3 separate regions of the Mus musculus genome follow, and all the other regions are linked to region 1. Evidence: chromatin contacts called from public HiChIP or PLAC-seq data. All regions are on one chromosome and are shown on one strand. The core of a region is the stretch at or near the end of the contact, and the rest is flanking DNA. Distances in the headings are between cores, read along the strand shown.

Evidence for each region. HiChIP or PLAC-seq counts read pairs in DNA pulled down with a chosen protein or histone mark.
Region 2: an H3K4me3 HiChIP or PLAC-seq map of craniofacial prominence shows a contact between it and region 1, with 3 times the contacts expected there. The contact joins the enhancer-like site here to the promoter of Utp11 in region 1. A contact is called at or near these places in 4 of 39 promoter capture datasets (cranial neural crest, frontonasal cranial neural crest, liver and 1 more) and 13 of 115 datasets of contacts at active chromatin or transcription factors (acute myeloid leukemia, craniofacial prominence, embryonic basal ganglia and 9 more).
Region 3: a contact with region 1 is called in an H3K4me3 HiChIP or PLAC-seq map of embryonic forebrain, with 5 times the contacts expected there. The contact joins the enhancer-like site here to the promoter of Utp11 in region 1. A contact is called at or near these places in 7 of 39 promoter capture datasets (the 3T3-L1 cell line, cranial neural crest, embryonic stem cells and 4 more), 6 of 484 Hi-C or Micro-C datasets (cardiomyocytes, embryonic retina, embryonic somatosensory cortex and 3 more) and 15 of 115 datasets of contacts at active chromatin or transcription factors (craniofacial prominence, differentiating embryonic stem cells, embryonic basal ganglia and 11 more).

The regions. Positions count from the first base shown.
Region 1 is chr4:124,691,936-124,695,302 of GRCm38.p6, reverse strand. Utp11 (UTP11 small subunit processome component) reads left to right here and starts at 1,749. Exons shown (of 8, transcript NM_026031.3): 1 at 1,749-1,863. The coding sequence starts at 1,801.
Region 2 is chr4:124,176,823-124,180,435 of GRCm38.p6, reverse strand. No RefSeq gene overlaps it. Among named protein-coding and RNA genes, the nearest start is that of Gm40242, 94 kb to the left of the region's middle. Within about 2 kb of position 1,620, at least 19 of the 459 cell types and tissues checked have an H3K27ac peak or open chromatin away from gene starts, as enhancers often do. A contact at or near this core is called in craniofacial prominence and forebrain, where this site is marked.
Region 3 is chr4:124,148,897-124,152,325 of GRCm38.p6, reverse strand. No RefSeq gene overlaps it. Among named protein-coding and RNA genes, the nearest start is that of Gm40241, 97 kb to the right of the region's middle. Within about 2 kb of position 1,900, at least 19 of the 459 cell types and tissues checked have an H3K27ac peak or open chromatin away from gene starts, as enhancers often do. A contact at or near this core is called in embryonic forebrain, where this site is marked.

The DNA of each region.
Region 1 (3,367 bases), core at 500-2,999:
TAGAGGCAGGAAAGAGACTTTTTGTACTGTGACCTTTTTCATATCCACTTGTCCCCTGGACTCTCTGAAGAGGGCTTCCATGTGTTCTTCAGTAGGAGAGACTTTACCAGGGTCAGGTAAAATGGATGCAATTAAAGAGTCTGGAAGCCTGTGTCGTGGTACATGTCTTTAATCCCAGCACTTGGCAAGTGGATGTCTGTGAATTCGAGGCCAGCCTGGTCTACATTGTGACTTCTAGGACAGCTAGGACTACATTGTGACATCCTGTCTCAATAAAACAAAAACAACAAGGAGCTGGCTGAAGATTAGTCTCCCATAGTGGAAAAGATTCCAAATGCCAACAGATGAAAACATACGGGGGTGGGGTGGGGGTGGGGGTGGAGGGTGGCAGGCATGGGGGGGGGGAGAGCACAAACAAACCCAAACATTGCTGTGATGCTTGGCTGGGTCCAACTCTCTCTTGTGCTACTTAAAGGTAGCTTTAGTGGTGACAAAAATAACAGGATGGCTGGGCACACTGTCACACACTTGTAATCCCAGCTCTTTGCAGACGCAAGAGATCACTGTGAATCTGAGGCCAGCTTGATCTATGAGTGTCAGTGCAGCCAGGCCTACATAGCTAGACACTGCCTCAAAACATCAAACCTAATCAGACTAAGTCAACCCCAATAAAACAAACTAACAAAACAAAACAAAACAAAAACAGAAACAAATCAATTTTATTGTGAACCTGCTAACAAGTAAACCCAACATTAAGCACTGAAAACATATGTCTTTTAAACCTCAAAATCCTGAGGGTATAGTATTATTTTATTATTTTACAACTAGATGTGGATACCAAGCCTCAGCAAAACTAACTTTCCTTGGTTAAGAGCAGAGCTGGCACCAGAACACTCCCTCCACAGTTCGCGGCTCTCTATCCATCACATTAACTACCTTATGTTAAGTCGGCCAGCTAGACGCACAACTTTGATGGCTGTGAAGGACTCGGAACTTTATTGCTATTAGATGATTCTTTTCTACTCTGCTTATAGATACAGTTCTGCCACTCAGAGCCCTTGATACTCCTATGAGCAAGACCAGTCTGCTATTATTATGTTCGTTTTATGGGTGAGAAAAATGATGCTCTTTAAAGTCAAGCAATCAGCTCAGAGCCACGCAGCCAGAAGTCAGCTGAGGAGCCAAATATGGTTTTAAAGTACTCTTTCTAGTATACTGTAAGATTCACATTATTTCTAGTTTTTGGTTTGTTTGTTTTTGTTTTGTTTTTAGACTGCGATTTATTTTACTATGTAGCCCTGGCTGGCCTGGCAATCACTATGTAAGACCAGGTTAGCCTTGAACTTACAGAAAATTGCCAGCTTCTACCTCCAGAGAGCTGGGGTTAAAGGTGTGAGCCACGTTCTAGTTCTACTTAGAATCTTAACCCACACCAAGTCTCAGGTGACAGCACATGCGCACACGCAAGCCGAGCGTAGCCAGAGAGCAGTGCCAGCCATGTGTTCCCAGATGCCAACGTGCGGCCTGGAGCGAAGTCTAGGTCTCTGGACCAGTGGACGTTCTCTGCGAACCGAGAGCTGTGAAAGAATCCCAAGACTCTAGCTTTGGAAACTACATCTCCCAGAACCCTCCGATTCAGGCCGCTTGAGAGGGGCTGTATTTCCGGTAAAGCAGGCTTCTGATAGGCTGCATTGCAAGCCGCGTCTTGGGCCTGCTTCCGGTGTCTTGGCGGACGCGGCGGGGTGGGTAGTGCTGTCGTGGTGGTGGAGTTTGCTGAGCATTTCCTAGACCTCAGTAGGCATGTCGGCGGCTTTTCGCAAGGCAGCCAAGACCCGGCAGCGGGAACACCGAGAACGAAGCCAGGTAGGCCCTCGCAAGCCTCAGGGGCGCCTGCAGTGGCCCCCGCCCCCTCGCTGTCCCTGCATCCGGATACGGGACAGCGCATCTGCCTTCAGTCAATACCCAACACATGGGGCCTGACCCCAGCGTGCCTTGTCGGGGAGACCCAGGGACAGGGTAGGAGGATTGTCATTCTCTACGGTAGAGGGTCAGTGGGTAATTGAGTGAGGCAGGGTGTGCTAGAGGCCTTTCCCTGGGAACTTGAGACCAAAGTCAAAGGAATGTAACCGAGTGACCAGCGACAGTAGGCGCCTCACAACCGACGCATGCCCGGGTGTTCCTAAACTGGGCCCAACTTTTGGCATGGGATTTGCGGTTCGTGTAGATCTGTCATATGCTTCCCCCTAAAATCGTGGCACTTTCCTTATCCCTTCTGGAGAATGTCTTGACCATTTACAAACTTTGCTGGACCTCATAGCCCAGGTCTATAATGGCATCTACCCAAGAGGCCAAGGCAGAAGGATCCCAAAATCGGGGCCTGTCTGGGTCACTTAGACCTGACTCAAAAATCTAAAAAAATTCTAGACATAGGCCTCAATGGTGAACTGCTTGCCTAGCAAGTAAGGGCAGTAGGCGTAGTCCTTGGTAAGAAGAAAAAAAGGAGGGAAGTGGGGAGTTCCCCCACTTAATTTAGTTAGAATAAATAGGTGTGGATTTACTCAGGAGAATGTGTTAGGGTTTGGATATGCAATACAAATAAAGATGTATGCAGAATCACTTTATCCACTTTGCCATTCTCAGAAATTACATCATAACTGGTTCAAACAAGCTTTTAACAAGCCTTGGAGAGAGGGCTTAGCCGTTAAGAGTACTCGGCTGCTCTCTCAGAGTTCAAATCCTAGCACTCACATTGTGGGTTCACAAATAGCTTTAACTCCACTCTAGGAATTCCACCACCCCCTCTGGCCTCCATAGGCCCTGCACTCACATTCATTCATATTCTTTATCTCTCTCTCTCTCACACACACACTAACTTTTTTTTTTTTTTTTTTGGTTTTTCGAGACAGGGTTTCTCTGTATAGCCCTGGCTGTCCTGGAACTCACTTTGTAGACCAGGCTGGCCTCGAACTCAGAAATCCGCCTGTCTCTGCCTCCCAAGTGCTGGGATTAAAGGTGTGCGCCGCCACCACTGCCCGGCCACACTAACATTTTTTAAATTAAAAGATTACTGAGTGTGAGTGTGTGAGCGGGTGTTTGTGGGAGCACATCCTGGGCCAGGGTTGTGATTTGTCCGACATCCTGACGTGGGTGCTGGGATCTGGAAGAGGAGAATCTGTGTTTAACTGTTAAGCCGTCTTTTTACTCCTCAAACAAATATTTTTTATTATTATTTTTCTTTTCTTTTTAAAGGCAAGAGGATCAATAGTTCAGGGAACGCATCAGATTTTAGGATGTTCTGGGCTCCATGAGACAGGATCTCAACAAAACAAAACAGGCTGGGAAAGTGGTGCAGCTAGCAGATGTGCTT
Region 2 (3,613 bases), core at 371-2,870, 510 kb after region 1:
TAAAATATAATTATGATAAGAAAAATAAAATACGAACTACTAGAGAATATATTAAATATTGAGTTTGCATATAACATTCAAATAAAACCCTTTCCAACGTTTTAATGAGAAACTCCAAATTGCCTCCAGAAGAATATTTTTTTAATATCAAGTTTTATACTGGAAATGATTACCTAATTGATCAAATGACTCCACAGAAACAATCAAAACATTAGGGAGGATCTTTTCAAATCCTTGATAGCCATTCTCCTTGAGGGAGTCTGTTCTAGGAGTCATAGAGTACTTACAGTCATTTAAGACAAATATTTAACCCATGATTGAAATTATGCTTACAGAATAAAGGAGGCCTTTTCTTAGTGATAAAAGTAACATTAGAATGTATTGTGCTAAAGCAAACACATGCACGAAGTATTTCAGAACCCTGCTAGAGTTCTAGTCTGCAGAGCAGAAACACTCTGCAGGTCTGGGGTGATGGTGAAGTTGGTAAGGCACTAGTCTTGAAACCACAAGGCTCCCCAGAGTTTGAGGCTCACCAGAACCCTGCCAAGCCTGGTGTTGAGGCTTGTAACACCAGCACTGAGGGCAGTTAAGGTCCTCTGGAGAGCCGATCTAACCTAAATGGTGGGTTCCAGGTCAGTGGGAAACCCTATCTCAAAGGAGGTGAACACCATTCCTGACGATGGCTCCTGAGGCTGTCCACTGGCCTCCACATGCACACATTTACACCCACATACGTGTGTGTGCATGCACATGCATATGTCCCGGTGTCTCCACGGGGACATTGCAGAGGGGGATTGGCATGGTGAGCCTGCCAGAGTGTTGCCGTGCCTTGTCTGCTAACACAAACTCCAGCCTCTCATGGGACCTCATCTTCATGATGGACTCGGCCACATGTCACCTGGTACAGGGCATCTCAGGCACCTGTGTTTCCTGGTGCCTTTCCACTGATCTCCAGTCCAAGAGTCCCAGAAATCCCAGGGGCGGTCAGACTGCTGGGACAGTGAATGGAGAAGGAGACCTTAGCATTTTTGGCCCCTGGGGTACACTTTGGCTCAGAGGATCGAGAAGGAGGCTCACAGTCAGCTTTGGCATAGAGGTGCAGCCCACTGACTGGGAGTAGGAAGCCTTAGTGGATGTTGCTTTGGTTATCCCAAATCCCAGAGCATAATAGTGACTGGGGCTAGATAAGAGCTGAGGACACTTCTCAATCCTCCTAGGTCCTCAAGAACCCTTGAAGTGACTTGAAGGACCAGGCCTAGCTACCAAGGAGACAGAAAACGCAGGGATGTGAGGGGCAGCTGGGACTGGTAACAGAGGGTGTGGGGAGATTAGCAGGGGAAAAAATGGAGGCAGCTAGGAATGGACAGGACAGGGAGGGGTGTTGCAAAGACGGAAGAGAGACCTGAAAATAGACAGAAACTGGCAAGACCTGACGGGCCCAGAGTGGTGTATGGGAAAAATGTATGGAAAGCGCTGATGCAAAGAATCTAGCTGGGTGAGTAAGATGGAGGGGGCGCGGGGACCCGGGCGCCTGGCGAGTCTGGGCCGCTGCTACTCAAACACAGGCGCGGGCGCCCTTTGGAGAAGTCGGCGCTCAGCGGAAACGCTAACTCCGCGGGCAAGAGCAAATGTAAAGAGCCCTGAGAGCACTTTGTGCAAATATCAGGCCGGGAAGTGCTGCGCCCGCGGAGCTGCCGGGCACCTCGGCGCCCCCGCGCCCTCGGCTGCGCGCTAATTCACTTTGCCGTCACCTCCCCGGGCGGGGGGCGGCGGGGCGCGGGCAGACGAAGCGTTCTAAGGGCGCGGGGCAGCTCGCGGGGCTCTGGGGCCGCGGCCCTGCCTAATGGAGCAAAAGACAGATCAGCAGAAGCCGGGCAGGTGCAGCGGGAGGGCGAGCATCGCCAGCGGTAAAGTCAGAGCCAGAGCTGCAGGGAGGACTGACTGTGTCGGGGGTCCTGTCCTTGAATTTGGGGGCTCCCACCTGTAGGTGGTCAAACTCTCTCAGCAAGACCTCCTGAGCCTCTGAGAGAAAAGGATGAGATGGAAAGGGATGCTGGAGAGGAACGAGGTTCCTAAATGCTCAAGGGCAGTTAACCATTTACCACTGTATAAGTGTCTGATGTGTAAATGCAATAATGCTTTTAACAAAAGCCCACCTTACAGATGAAACGGTTAAAGCACAGAGAGAGCCAGTCACCCATTCAGGGTTGCACAGACAGTAGCTCGCTGGTGAACAGTCTCAATCTGGCCTCAGAATTTACTCTCGAGCCCCTGACAGGGATCTGTTTTATGGATGCATTCATTTTTCTTGGGAGGGAAAGGAGGCTCAAAACTCTGGAACTGTGAGCCAGGTAGTGAAGCCTCAAGACACTAAGGGGTCGGCTCAGAAAACACGAGTGTGGGTGGATTCGCGGGACTCCAGTTCAATGTCGTGTTCACCACTAAGATGTTGAGAAATGGATTCAGCCTATGGTCGCGGGCCTATCAATCAACCTCACAGGGTTATTGTAAAGATTTGGTTAGAAAGCGTGCATGAGGAGCCTGGCCCGATATCAGCCTTGGTGAATTTATTTGATTGATATTTACCAAGAGTGGGCTCGATGCTCTTGCAGGAAACAGGGGTTAGTTCCCAACACCCAGGTCTCATGACTCATAACTGCCTGGAACTCCATTCCCTGTGGAACCAATGCCCTCTTCTGGCCTCTGAGGACACCTGTATATACCACTACCATCCCCGCCCCACCCAACACAAATGAAAGTAAAATAAACCTTACAGAAATAGCTGTACTGGGGCTGGAGATGTAGCTCAGTTGGAGAGTGCTTGCTTAGCATACAGGAAACCTTAAGTTCATTCACCAATCTCAGTATAAACTGGGTGTGATGATATATACTGTGATATATACTGTGATATCAGCACTTGAGCGGTAGAGGCAGAGTATCAGACACTCAAGGTTACCGGGACTACATCTCTAATTTTAGGTTAGTGTTGGCTACAAGAGAGTTTCTCTCAAAAACAAAACAAAACAAAAAATGATCTGTACTGGATCCTTACAAAACAGAGATGCCTAAGCTAGAGATCTCACCCCCAATGTGAGTTTGTAAGACAGGAGACCGGTCAAGTGAACAATGTATTCAAGGTTATCCTTAGAGGAGGAGGGAAATGTCTGGAAAGTGCCCAAGGATCCATCCAGAGGACCACATGAATGACGCCAGGAAGATCTCTCTGCGGAAGGGCAGCTGATGGCAAGAGATGAGGTGGAGCCAGTCAGAAGAAACAGAATTGCAATTATGTCCTGGAGAGAGCATAGCCAAAGCCAAGGTGCTGGGGCAGGAACAAGCTTGGCGGGCGCCAGGCATTGGTAGCGGAAGTTCAGCAAATGGGGGGCACAGTGGCACAAATGAGGTTCAGGGAAGCCACTGGAAGCCATGCGAGAGATTTAAGAACAGGAGACATGAGTTCATTTCTACGCTCTCCCCACCTTGAGATACGGCCTTGAGATGTATCCTGAGCTGGCCTCAAGCTAGTGATTCTCCTGCTTCAGCCTCCTGGGTGCTGGGAGATTAGATCACGTGGGTGTGCCACCATACCAGGCTCTATTTAGATTCCTTAAAA
Region 3 (3,429 bases), core at 651-3,150, 540 kb after region 1:
GGAGGGAGGAGGGATGGGAAGACTGGGAGCCATGTACGGTGAAACTGCTTATGCAGTAACTACTGGGAGCATAAAAGTCCAACCCTGAAGGCAAGCCATTATAGAGGAAGGGAAATGTAATCAAACCAAAGACCCAGATGCAATTACTTTTGGGGTCCTTAGTGAGCCACCTGGTTTCCAGGCCCTGCACCCTCCCCACCCCACTCCCAATTTGATCATGGTTTTTCCTGTGACCCGCTGTAACCAGGAGCAAGTGGCAGATGCAATATTGTGCCAGTTCTAAGTCTAAGCCTGAGAGACCCAGCAGCTCCCATGAGCCTGTGATCTGGGGACCGTGTGAGTGCAGTGAGGCCACCTTGCTGTCCAGCGAGTGCTCCAGCGAACCACCGGAACCACGGGGAGAGACCACATAAAGGGCAAGGCACCCAAGCAAAAGGTACCAGCCACATGGCCTAACTCAAGCTAAGAAACAGCCCTCTGTGGGAACCTCCCAGAGCAAAGCTGAGCTCTGAGCTGCCCCACCAAGCCCTGGCCCTACTGCAGAATCCTGAAAAAAAAAATAACCGATGGTTATCTCTTTACATGTATACATTTATTTTATTGGGGTGATATGTGGGTGCCATGGTGCATGTGTGGGCCCAGAGGACAACCAGAGGGAGTTGGTCTTCTCCTTCCACTATGGAGGTTCCAGGAGCTGACCTCACATTATCAGGTTTGGCAGCAAGCACCTCCACCCACTGAGCCATCCCACTGGCCCCAAATAATCACATGTTAAATCATTCAAACCTGGGGTAGTTTGTTACTGCAGCAGTGGGTAGCTGAAACAGCAGGGTAACATGTAGACAGTAACAGACCCAAAGGACTTCATTGTTTCCTCTGGCTGGTGGACTGTGGAGAAGGCTCAGAGAACCTCCCCTTCTTTCTTTGTCCCTCTCCCCCTCTCCCCTGTGACAAATTTCAAACAGCTCCACCGATAACAACCAGAAGGAGCTCACTCGCCTTGCCTGCTTGCCCGTTGGAAGAGGGTGGCAGCACTGTGCACCCACTGTGGCTTTTATTGTCACTTCCATGTGCCAATCCATTCCACCCCACAGCTGAGAAGACTGAGCTACAGTGACGTGAAATAACACCCTGAGGTCTCGTAGCCCAAATTTGAGCCTAGAGCCCACTTTAGAACTCTTAGTGGTCAGCCGGGTGTGATGGAGTTTGCCCATCATCCCAACACAGGGTAGGCAGGTGTGGGAGGATTATGAGTTTGAGACCAGCAAGGGTTACATAGTGAGGCCCTGTATAAATAAATACACAAAAATAAAAACAACGGGGAACAAATAACCAACATCTATTAGGGTCCAATTGAATCCAGAACCTCACATACAGAATCTCTCTTCCTTATCCCAATGCCTGAGCGTTTGTTCATTAGACCTTTCTGTCGTGGGGCTCACCCTCTCCCAGAGTGAGATTTCTCTCCCTAAATCTTCTTACTTAGGCCAGGCTGGCAGACCCCCTGCCCACTCGGGCCCCCTGCAGTTGCCTAGCAAGGCAGCAGCTTGCACTCCAGTCCTGTTTCCAGCCCCCCCGGGAATCTCTTGACTCTGAAATTGGTTCCGGGAACACTTTTGCTCCCACCATTATCCTGTCTTCCTTGACACCCCCTCCCCCAGCACTTTTTTTTTTTAATACTAAACTTTCTCTGAATTCACCTGATTTTTCCCATCTCCTTTACATTCTTTATGGCAATGGAGAAATAATCACCGCTTCTCCGGCAGGGTGATGGGAGTGTGCAGTATTAACTGTAAATCAGGCAGAAATTGGTGGAAGGGGAAGGGTTTGATGAGGTGCAGAGACATTATATCATTTTAAAGCACTTTCCTGGTCTCCAGTAATCCCCATGTAAATGAAAAGGAGGCGACGTGCCTCTCTCTCCGAGGCTGCCCCGAGGAATGCAGGGAAAAAACGCTGGGCTGCAGAGGAAGATGGACTGGGGCCGGGCTGGGACCGAGCTGGGGGGCTGGGCAGGGAGGCAGGGATGCCCCAGGCTGAACCCCAACCCTTCCAACTAGGACTTGCCCCACTAGAACTTGAATCCTTCTGGCTCTGCTGGGACATCTAGGAAGATGTAGACCCTGAGCTATGGAGGTGGGGAAGGCAGCGGTGTTCACCAACAGAGGGCATAGCAGCCTCGGACCAGGCAGGCTCTCAAGCCCAGGGCTGTTTGCTGTGAGCCTTTTAGTGGGTCCATTATCATAAGGACCAGAGGGCGTTATAGAACACAGAGGTGGGGAATCGAGGGGCAGGTTGCTAACACCCTGCTCTGCACGGAGCACTCCACGGAACAAAGAGCCACCTCTCCTAAGTGCCACCGACTCCCCCTCCCTCCATGCAGCCTGACAAAGGACCCGATCCTCCTGAAGAGCAGCCATCTGTCTAGCCCAGGCCAGCAGGAGCCATTTCCAGAGGAAGAGAGTGAAGGCCTGCCATTCTCTCCCTGGCCTCCTGGCTCCCATTGAACTTAAGTCAATTTATCCCCAGCTTACTGACAGCTTACGTCACTGAATTCAGCTACTTGATTTCATCAGGTCTAATCGTTCTAGGTTGAGAGGGGAAAGTGCTGTGCTTTTTGACCACTAAGAGGGGTTTTTTTTTTAACTTTATTGACTCATTGAAAGTGTTCTTTAATACTTACTTGATTGTTCTCTGTCATGGAATACAGTAAGTGATAAATTAGCCACAGAATCCCTCACTTTCCTGCTCAGGATCCAACTCTTCTATATCACCTTGCCCCTTAGGTCACTCAGTGTCCACATCTTTCCATTCAGTGGCCTCTGAGACACCAAGAGAAGAGATATGGCAGCAAAGAGTGGGCTCTGCCAGTATCTTTGGGGGTTTCTTTCTGAACTCTGGGTAGCTATATTCTCTGTGTGCAGTGGTGGCTCTTTCTTAAGCATTGTCTCAGATAGGGTTACCATGGCTGTAATGAAACACCATGACCAAAAGCAAGTTGGGAAGAAAAGATTCATTTGGCTTACACTTCCACGTCATAGTTCATTACTGAAGGAAGTCAGGACAGGAACTCAACTAGGGCAGGAACCTGGAGGCAGGAGCTGATGCAGAGATCATGGAGCAGTGCTGCTTACTGGCTTGCTCAGTCTGCTTTCTTATAGGACGCAGGACCACCAGCCTAGGGATGGCACCACCCATCATGGGCTGGGACCTCCCCCATTAATCACTAATTAAGTAAACACCTCAAGTAAGCTGGACTTATGGAGGCATTTCCTTAATTGGCGTTCCCTCCTTTCAGATAGCTCTAGCTTGTGTCAAGTTGACATAAAACTAGCCAGCACAGACATCAGCAGGCAGTTTGCAGACAGTAAACAAGACTTATTTCCTTGCTCAAATAGCCACAGAATATTTTATTGATAAACCACAGAG